Linked DNA regions of Mus musculus: region 2 is linked to region 1. The links are chromatin contacts, called in public promoter capture Hi-C maps. All regions are on one chromosome and are shown on one strand. The core of a region is the stretch at or near the end of the contact, and the rest is flanking DNA. Distances in the headings are between cores, read along the strand shown. Region 1 holds the start of Setd5 (SET domain containing 5). Region 2 holds the start of Kdm5a (lysine (K)-specific demethylase 5A).

The links. Promoter capture Hi-C pulls out the DNA fragments that hold promoters and counts their contacts.
Region 2: a contact with region 1 is called in a promoter capture Hi-C map of pre-B cells, with 3 times the contacts expected there. The contact joins the promoter of Kdm5a here to the promoter of Setd5 in region 1. A contact is called at or near these places in 2 of 39 promoter capture datasets (cranial neural crest and pre-B cells) and 1 of 484 Hi-C or Micro-C datasets (pre-pro-B cells).

What each region holds. Positions count from the first base shown.
Region 1 is chr6:113,075,416-113,079,622 of GRCm38.p6, reverse strand. It overlaps Setd5 (SET domain containing 5), which reads right to left and starts at 1,984. Exons shown (of 22, transcript NM_028385.1): 1 at 1,911-1,984. Gt(ROSA)26Sor (gene trap ROSA 26, Philippe Soriano) reads left to right here and starts at 2,379. Exons shown (of 3, transcript NR_027010.1): 1 at 2,379-2,449.
Region 2 is chr6:120,362,260-120,366,466 of GRCm38.p6, reverse strand. Kdm5a (lysine (K)-specific demethylase 5A) reads right to left here and starts at 2,368. Exons shown (of 28, transcript NM_145997.2): 1 at 1,689-2,368. The coding sequence starts at 1,853. It also overlaps a transcript of Ccdc77 not described here.

The sequences.
Region 1 (4,207 bases), core at 735-3,234:
GCCGCCTTGTATACTCACTCCTGTGATCCAACACAGGAGCAACCTTTTCTTTACCCCACCCCCACTTCTTAACACACTTTTTTTTGGGGGGGGGGGGGAACAAGTGCTCCATGCTGGAAGGATTGGAACTATGCTTTTAGAAAGGAACAATCCTAAGGTCACTTTTAAATTGAGGTCTTTGATTTGAAAATCAACAAATACCAAATTCCAAATATTCGTTTTAATTAAACCAGCAATGTGGATATAAGCATTAAGTTTTAGTTTTAAAAAGGTCAATTTTCCAAACATTCAGCAATCATATTTAAATTTACAGCTAGGAACAAGAGCCTTGGGTCATGTCCTACCAAAGAACATAACTCAATATTCTACACATGACAATCTGAATAACCTTAAAGCCTCTAATCCCATAACAGGCCACAAATTTTGGACAGAGAACTAATGATCCTCCTGAGAAAACTGGAAGAAATCCAGGGAAAAGAAATTCCTGTGTCCTCCAAACTCAGAAATCTCTAATTATGTCAGTATTCTCTGCTTTAGTCCTAGGTCAGATTGCACACATCTAAAATAACCTCTTAAAGTTTTCCTCCTAGCGACCTAAACCATTATTAATATCAAATTAACCATCAAAACACTTTCCTCTCAATATGCTGCACACAAACCTCCTCCTGGAACCTCCTCCATCTGGATCCTCCCCAATCAAAAGTATAGGTATTTAACATATAAGCAAGGAAGTAATGTAAACATGACCTTGGTCACAAATATGTCATCTAAAAACAATTTAGTCAAGGTATGGAGGAAATTCGAGAACCTGAATCTTTTTAAGTATTTTGAGCACAGGAACAATTGGCAAAAGGAATCCAGGTATAGACAAAACCCAGAGCCCAGAGCTCTGGGCGAAAAATGAGTTGCTGGTGAAGACGTTACACAAGTAACATGAGAAAGCAGAAAATGCAGGTCATCCACGCACCCCTGACCCAGGCCAGCAGGGCGGGCTGCAGCATCAGTACACAGGAGAAAGATCCTTATTCCTAAGAATGAGAAAGGCAAAGGCGCCCGATAGAATAAATTAGCATAGAAGGGGCTTTCCCAGGAGTTAAAACTTTCCTTCTGAGCGATTACCTACTAAAACCAGGGCTTTTGCCCACTACCATTTACCTAGGATCTTGGCTTGCACGGATTCATAGGGGCATATCCCTCCCCCTCTTCTTTAGAGTCGTTCTTAAAAGATCGCTCTCCACGCCCTAGGCAGGGAAAACGACAAAATCTGGCTCAATTCCAGGCTAGAACCCTACAAATTCAACAGGGATATCGCAAGGATACTGGGGCATACGCCACAGGGAGTCCAAGAATGTGAGGTGGGGGTGGCGAAGGTAATGTCTTTGGTGTGGGAAAAGCAGCAGCCATCTGAGATAGGAACTGGAAAACCAGAGGAGAGGCGTTCAGGAAGATTATGGAGGGGAGGACTGGGCCCCCACGAGCGACCAGAGTTGTCACAAGGCCGCAAGAACAGGGGAGGTGGGGGGCTCAGGGACAGAAAAAAAAGTATGTGTATTTTGAGAGCAGGGTTGGGAGGCCTCTCCTGAAAAGGGTATAAACGTGGAGTAGGCAATACCCAGGCAAAAAGGGGAGACCAGAGTAGGGGGAGGGGAAGAGTCCTGACCCAGGGAAGACATTAAAAAGGTAGTGGGGTCGACTAGATGAAGGAGAGCCTTTCTCTCTGGGCAAGAGCGGTGCAATGGTGTGTAAAGGTAGCTGAGAAGACGAAAAGGGCAAGCATCTTCCTGCTACCAGGCTGGGGAGGCCCAGGCCCACGACCCCGAGGAGAGGGAACGCAGGGAGACTGAGGTGACCCTTCTTTCCCCCGGGGCCCGGTCGTGTGGTTCGGTGTCTCTTTTCTGTTGGACCCTTACCTTGACCCAGGCGCTGCCGGGGCCTGGGCCCGGGCTGCGGCGCACGGCACTCCCGGGAGGCAGCGAGACTCGAGTTAGGCCCAACGCGGCGCCACGGCGTTTCCTGGCCGGGAATGGCCCGTACCCGTGAGGTGGGGGTGGGGGGCAGAAAAGGCGGAGCGAGCCCGAGGCGGGGAGGGGGAGGGCCAGGGGCGGAGGGGGCCGGCACTACTGTGTTGGCGGACTGGCGGGACTAGGGCTGCGTGAGTCTCTGAGCGCAGGCGGGCGGCGGCCGCCCCTCCCCCGGCGGCGGCAGCGGCGGCAGCGGCGGCAGCTCACTCAGCCCGCTGCCCGAGCGGAAACGCCACTGACCGCACGGGGATTCCCAGTGCCGGCGCCAGGGGCACGCGGGACACGCCCCCTCCCGCCGCGCCATTGGCCTCTCCGCCCACCGCCCCACACTTATTGGCCGGTGCGCCGCCAATCAGCGGAGGCTGCCGGGGCCGCCTAAAGAAGAGGCTGTGCTTTGGGGCTCCGGCTCCTCAGAGAGCCTCGGCTAGGTAGGGGATCGGGACTCTGGCGGGAGGGCGGCTTGGTGCGTTTGCGGGGATGGGCGGCCGCGGCAGGCCCTCCGAGCGTGGTGGAGCCGTTCTGTGAGACAGCCGGGTACGAGTCGTGACGCTGGAAGGGGCAAGCGGGTGGTGGGCAGGAATGCGGTCCGCCCTGCAGCAACCGGAGGGGGAGGGAGAAGGGAGCGGAAAAGTCTCCACCGGACGCGGCCATGGCTCGGGGGGGGGGGGGCAGCGGAGGAGCGCTTCCGGCCGACGTCTCGTCGCTGATTGGCTTCTTTTCCTCCCGCCGTGTGTGAAAACACAAATGGCGTGTTTTGGTTGGCGTAAGGCGCCTGTCAGTTAACGGCAGCCGGAGTGCGCAGCCGCCGGCAGCCTCGCTCTGCCCACTGGGTGGGGCGGGAGGTAGGTGGGGTGAGGCGAGCTGGACGTGCGGGCGCGGTCGGCCTCTGGCGGGGCGGGGGAGGGGAGGGAGGGTCAGCGAAAGTAGCTCGCGCGCGAGCGGCCGCCCACCCTCCCCTTCCTCTGGGGGAGTCGTTTTACCCGCCGCCGGCCGGGCCTCGTCGTCTGATTGGCTCTCGGGGCCCAGAAAACTGGCCCTTGCCATTGGCTCGTGTTCGTGCAAGTTGAGTCCATCCGCCGGCCAGCGGGGGCGGCGAGGAGGCGCTCCCAGGTTCCGGCCCTCCCCTCGGCCCCGCGCCGCAGAGTCTGGCCGCGCGCCCCTGCGCAACGTGGCAGGAAGCGCGCGCTGGGGGCGGGGACGGGCAGTAGGGCTGAGCGGCTGCGGGGCGGGTGCAAGCACGTTTCCGACTTGAGTTGCCTCAAGAGGGGCGTGCTGAGCCAGACCTCCATCGCGCACTCCGGGGAGTGGAGGGAAGGAGCGAGGGCTCAGTTGGGCTGTTTTGGAGGCAGGAAGCACTTGCTCTCCCAAAGTCGCTCTGAGTTGTTATCAGTAAGGGAGCTGCAGTGGAGTAGGCGGGGAGAAGGCCGCACCCTTCTCCGGAGGGGGGAGGGGAGTGTTGCAATACCTTTCTGGGAGTTCTCTGCTGCCTCCTGGCTTCTGAGGACCGCCCTGGGCCTGGGAGAATCCCTTCCCCCTCTTCCCTCGTGATCTGCAACTCCAGTCTTTCTAGAAGATGGGCGGGAGTCTTCTGGGCAGGCTTAAAGGCTAACCTGGTGTGTGGGCGTTGTCCTGCAGGGGAATTGAACAGGTGTAAAATTGGAGGGACAAGACTTCCCACAGATTTTCGGTTTTGTCGGGAAGTTTTTTAATAGGGGCAAATAAGGAAAATGGGAGGATAGGTAGTCATCTGGGGTTTTATGCAGCAAAACTACAGGTTATTATTGCTTGTGATCCGCCTCGGAGTATTTTCCATCGAGGTAGATTAAAGACATGCTCACCCGAGTTTTATACTCTCCTGCTTGAGATCCTTACTACAGTATGAAATTACAGTGTCGCGAGTTAGACTATGTAAGCAGAATTTTAATCATTTTTAAAGAGCCCAGTACTTCATATCCATTTCTCCCGCTCCTTCTGCAGCCTTATCAAAAGGTATTTTAGAACACTCATTTTAGCCCCATTTTCATTTATTATACTGGCTTATCCAACCCCTAGACAGAGCATTGGCATTTTCCCTTTCCTGATCTTAGAAGTCTGATGACTCATGAAACCAGACAGATTAGTTACATACACCACAAATCGAGGCTGTAGCTGGGGCCTCAACACTGCAGTTCTTTTATAACTCCTTA
Region 2 (4,207 bases), core at 1,119-3,618, 7.3 Mb before region 1:
ATGTTCTTATAATTTACATTTTAATATTACTTGGAAAAGCAATTCTCATTCCACAATATACAGTTACACTCTCCAAGGTTATTCAGGAAGAATACAATGAGCTTGTCAAATGCAAAAACAGTGTCCAATAAACACACAAGTTTACCAAGTAAAACTTAAAAAGAAAGAAAAAAATCCACTGACTCGGGTATGGCACATGGCCATAATTCTAGTACTCTGAAGTAGAGGCAGGAGGCTTAAAAGTTCCAAATCAGCCTAGGTTACAGAGCCTGACCATCTTAACAACAAGGACAAAAGTCATCTGGGTGCCTGCTAGGGAAGAGAACCGTAGAACCAAATAAATGACATCTGCAGCCACACTTTGGTTCTACTTTAATAAGGCACAGGGATCTCTTCTAAACAACATCCAGTTGACGCTGGTGCTCATTTTTCAGCAACATTTGGACAAGGTTTTTCTCCCATGTTAGTGAGGATGGAAGCCTGGGCCTTGCAGCATTCTCCCACACCAACAACATTATTTGGAAAACACCTAATATTTTTTTTTTTTAAAAAAACAAAACCACCCTTTGACCTTGAGCATATAACTTAACCTCCGAGGGAATTAATTCCACTCATTACCGGGTATCATTTGCTTTCCTAACCTTAGAAAGTGAGGTTAATTAACCAATTTATAGGCAAACTTGATTATTTATAGTACAGTTTGGGAATCTTTGTCCCTTACTTTCTTATTTCTTACATATAGAGATTTCAACGTTTTCTTCCATCACCATTCATTGGCCAATTCTTTCTAAACCTCTACATTAAAAAAACAAAAACAAAAACAAAAAATTAATGCTCTTTATCTTTCTCAAGGATGCCTCCTTGTTGCAGTAATAATTAGCGTGGGGGTTCTAGTCTAGTGACATCACCCTGTAGACAACCTGAGTTCGGATTACTAAATTTAAGAAACCCGAGTAGTGGCCTGCAAAGGTTTGATAAACTGAACATCAGTAGGCTTGGACACAAAAACGGTCGACATTAGTGGGGTTTTTTTTAACACGCAAACAGAAAGATGGTGCGTGAGCTGATGACAGGACACTTCAAACGCCTTTCCCTAGGAAGGGCCTGAAGCCTTTTGTTATCCTTACCTCCAATCCACACTACAATATCCGTGCCCAATAAGTTCTGGGAAGGAAAAGGTCCCAGAGACACCTCTTTCTGTCTTTTGAAGGGGGACCTGAGAAGCGATGCGATGGCCCAGTCGTCAGGCCAAAGCCTGACAATCTTGAGTTCGAGCCCGGAGACCCACAACCCCCACAACGCAGGAAGAGAATCGACTCCTACAAAATGTCCTCTGACCCCTCCGCGAGCGCTCTCTCGCTCTCCTCCCCTCTCTCCCTCTCTCTGTCTGTCTGTCTCTCTGTCTGTCTGTCTCTCTCTCTCTCTCTCTCTCTCTCTCTCTCTCACACACACACACACACACACACACACACACTCACACGCGATCAAATAAAATGTCAAAGTGGACGTGAAACTGCGTTCAGAAACCAGGGCAAAAAACATCCTCAAAAGTGGCCTCGGGACACCAAGAGAGGAGGGAGGGGCCCCCGGAGAGCACGGAAGACCCCCAAAGAGGAAAGCCACGGGGAGGAGGAGGACCGTCCCGCCGCCCCAGCACGCCCCCCGTCCCCGCCCTCAGGCGACGCTACCTTGGGTGGCCGGATTTTGCAGATGCCCGTTTTCTCCGCAAAGGGCCGGATGCGCCCGATAAAACTCAGCGGGTCTGTGAACTCCTCCCAACTGGGCTCAAAGACCGGGCACTCGGGCGGTGGCACGAACTCCGCCGCGTAGCCCCCCGGGCCCACGGACGCCATGGTCACCAAAAAATAAAATAAAAAGCCAGGGGGGCCTGAGGTGCACAAGCGAGGAAAGGCTTGGCTGACGGCCACCAAAGCCCTCTCACGTCCCCGCACTGGGGCCGCAGCGCATCTTCTTAGGACGAGAACGAGTCCTCACAGGAGCGCCAGCCGCTCTCCCTCCGCTCGTTTGTTATTGTTTCCTTCAGGGCTTTTCCTCTCAGGGGCAGGACGCTCCCGGAAGTTAACGTGCTGCTAAATCAGTCCGCCACCGCAGGAAACAAAATCCCACCGCCGCCACGTCTAGTCGGGTCTTCTCTCCTCGCTCCCTTCCATGACGGCCGGCGGAGCTTTTTTGTTTTATTTTGGTTTTTTGTTTTCTCACAGCTTGCCTGTCAAAGTTCTGCGCCCTCCGTCCACCCCGGGTGCGCGGCCCCTCAAGGCGCCGCGACCTCTCTCGAGGAGAGGCGAGGGAAAAGCTACCCCGCAAGGTGGAACGCGCGCTTCCGGCGCGCGGAGGAATGTGTAATGCCTCGGAGAGCAGAGGTACTGCTTCCGGTAAGGGGCTTCCGGTTCCTCTTTGTGTCGGGGGTGGGGACACGAACGCAAGGTGGGCCCCTCCGTGGCTAGTCGGCCGGGTTTGTTCGTTCTCCGAGACCTGTTTTTAACATCGTTGTCTAGGTTTGGACAAGTGACGAACTCTTGGCCGAGTTTCCGCGTCTCCGTTTCCTTCTTTCGAATGCTAGTCTTGTACAACTCGTTTCGCTCGGTCGCCTTCGTACGGGTTTCTCGCTTCTCCGTGACCAATAGGTTTCAGCCCAATTCCGTCATTACATGGGCCGGCCTTCACCACCAGCTGCGACTTGCTTTTTCTCACGACACTGGGAACCTACCCATAGAGGGCCTGGCCTTGCTAGTCTAGCTGTTGGCAGCCATCCCGAAACCGTATTTGAGTAGTAAGCAGGGCCTGAAAACGCTTGCTTTGTAACCAACCCATTTCAGTTTGGTATGAAACTGGTCACCTTGTCAGAAACCTCTACTTGGAAGGCCGGGCATAGTTGCACACGCATAGAGTTCCGATCAGCAATGGCTGGTTTAAAAAAAAAAAAAGCCACGTTTCTGGTATACGGTCCTACAGTTCCTTTATGCGTCTAAGCCTGACTCTACAAGGTTGAAGGCAAGAACCGGCTCCAAAGTTATCCTGTGCCCTCCACATCCATATACCTTTATGGTGATGAAGGTAGATGCTTTAGGGGCAGTTCGAGCTGCATATGAATTTGAGGCCTGATTAGGCTACGGGAGACCTTGTAAGTAAGGAAAATCCCTGTGTGGTGGCTCAGGACTATAAACTCAATTCTGGGGAAGGAGATGTAGAAAGAGCACCATAAGGCCACATGGTACACTTATCGAGTTCCAGAATGGTCAAGAATACGGGGTAAGGGCCAGAACAGTGGCTCAGCTGTGAAGGGCACTTGCCACCAAGCTTGAAATCCTAAGTTTGATTCCTGGAACCCCATGGTTAAAGGAGAGAACTGAAAGCTGACCTCACCTTCACGCCAGGTCCACATACATTCATCTACAAATTCACACATTAAGTAATCAAAGGCTGGGGGGGTTGGAGTGGGGGGGTGGCTATCAGGTAAAACGCTGACTCATAAATAAAGGTTCTATTCTGCTAGTCAGGATCAGGAATGCAAGGAAATGGACTCAGGCTAGTTTGTTCAATTACTTTCTGTACTAGAAATTGAACCCAAGTCCTTGAACATATTAGGTAAATGTGTCCTGAGCTGTAACTCCAGTATAGTCTCCATTTCTTGCTTAAAGAAAAAAGGGAAAAAGTGATATACAGAGAAAAAATGGACATAGGAAGGTATGATGAATTATATACAATTACTAAAATATTTTATAACAAGACTTAGGTCATTTAGCATTTAATCTGAAAAAAAAAGAACTATGCACATCAAAAGAGAAATAGTAAAATTCAAAAGACTGTTTTAAATTTTTGTGTTTGTTTTTCAAGACAAGGTTTCTCTGTAGAGCCTTGGTTGTCCTGGACCTCTCTGTAGACCAGACTGGCCTCTGACTCCCAGAGATACCCCTGCCTCTACCTCCCAAGTGCTGGGAGGAGCAAAGGTGTGCACAACTGTACCTGGTATACTTGAAAATTTAAAACTCATCAAAAGTTCTTTCATTACATACGCAATCAAAATATATTGTTATTTGGCTGGGGATGGAGCCTGAAGGATCACAACTCCAAGATCATCCTCAGCTGTCTGTGTCAAGGCTGCCCTGGGATTTAAAAAAAAAAAAAAAAAAAAAAAAAAAAAAGGCAACAAAAGAAGCAACTTTTAAAGAAAAATGAATTCATCTCA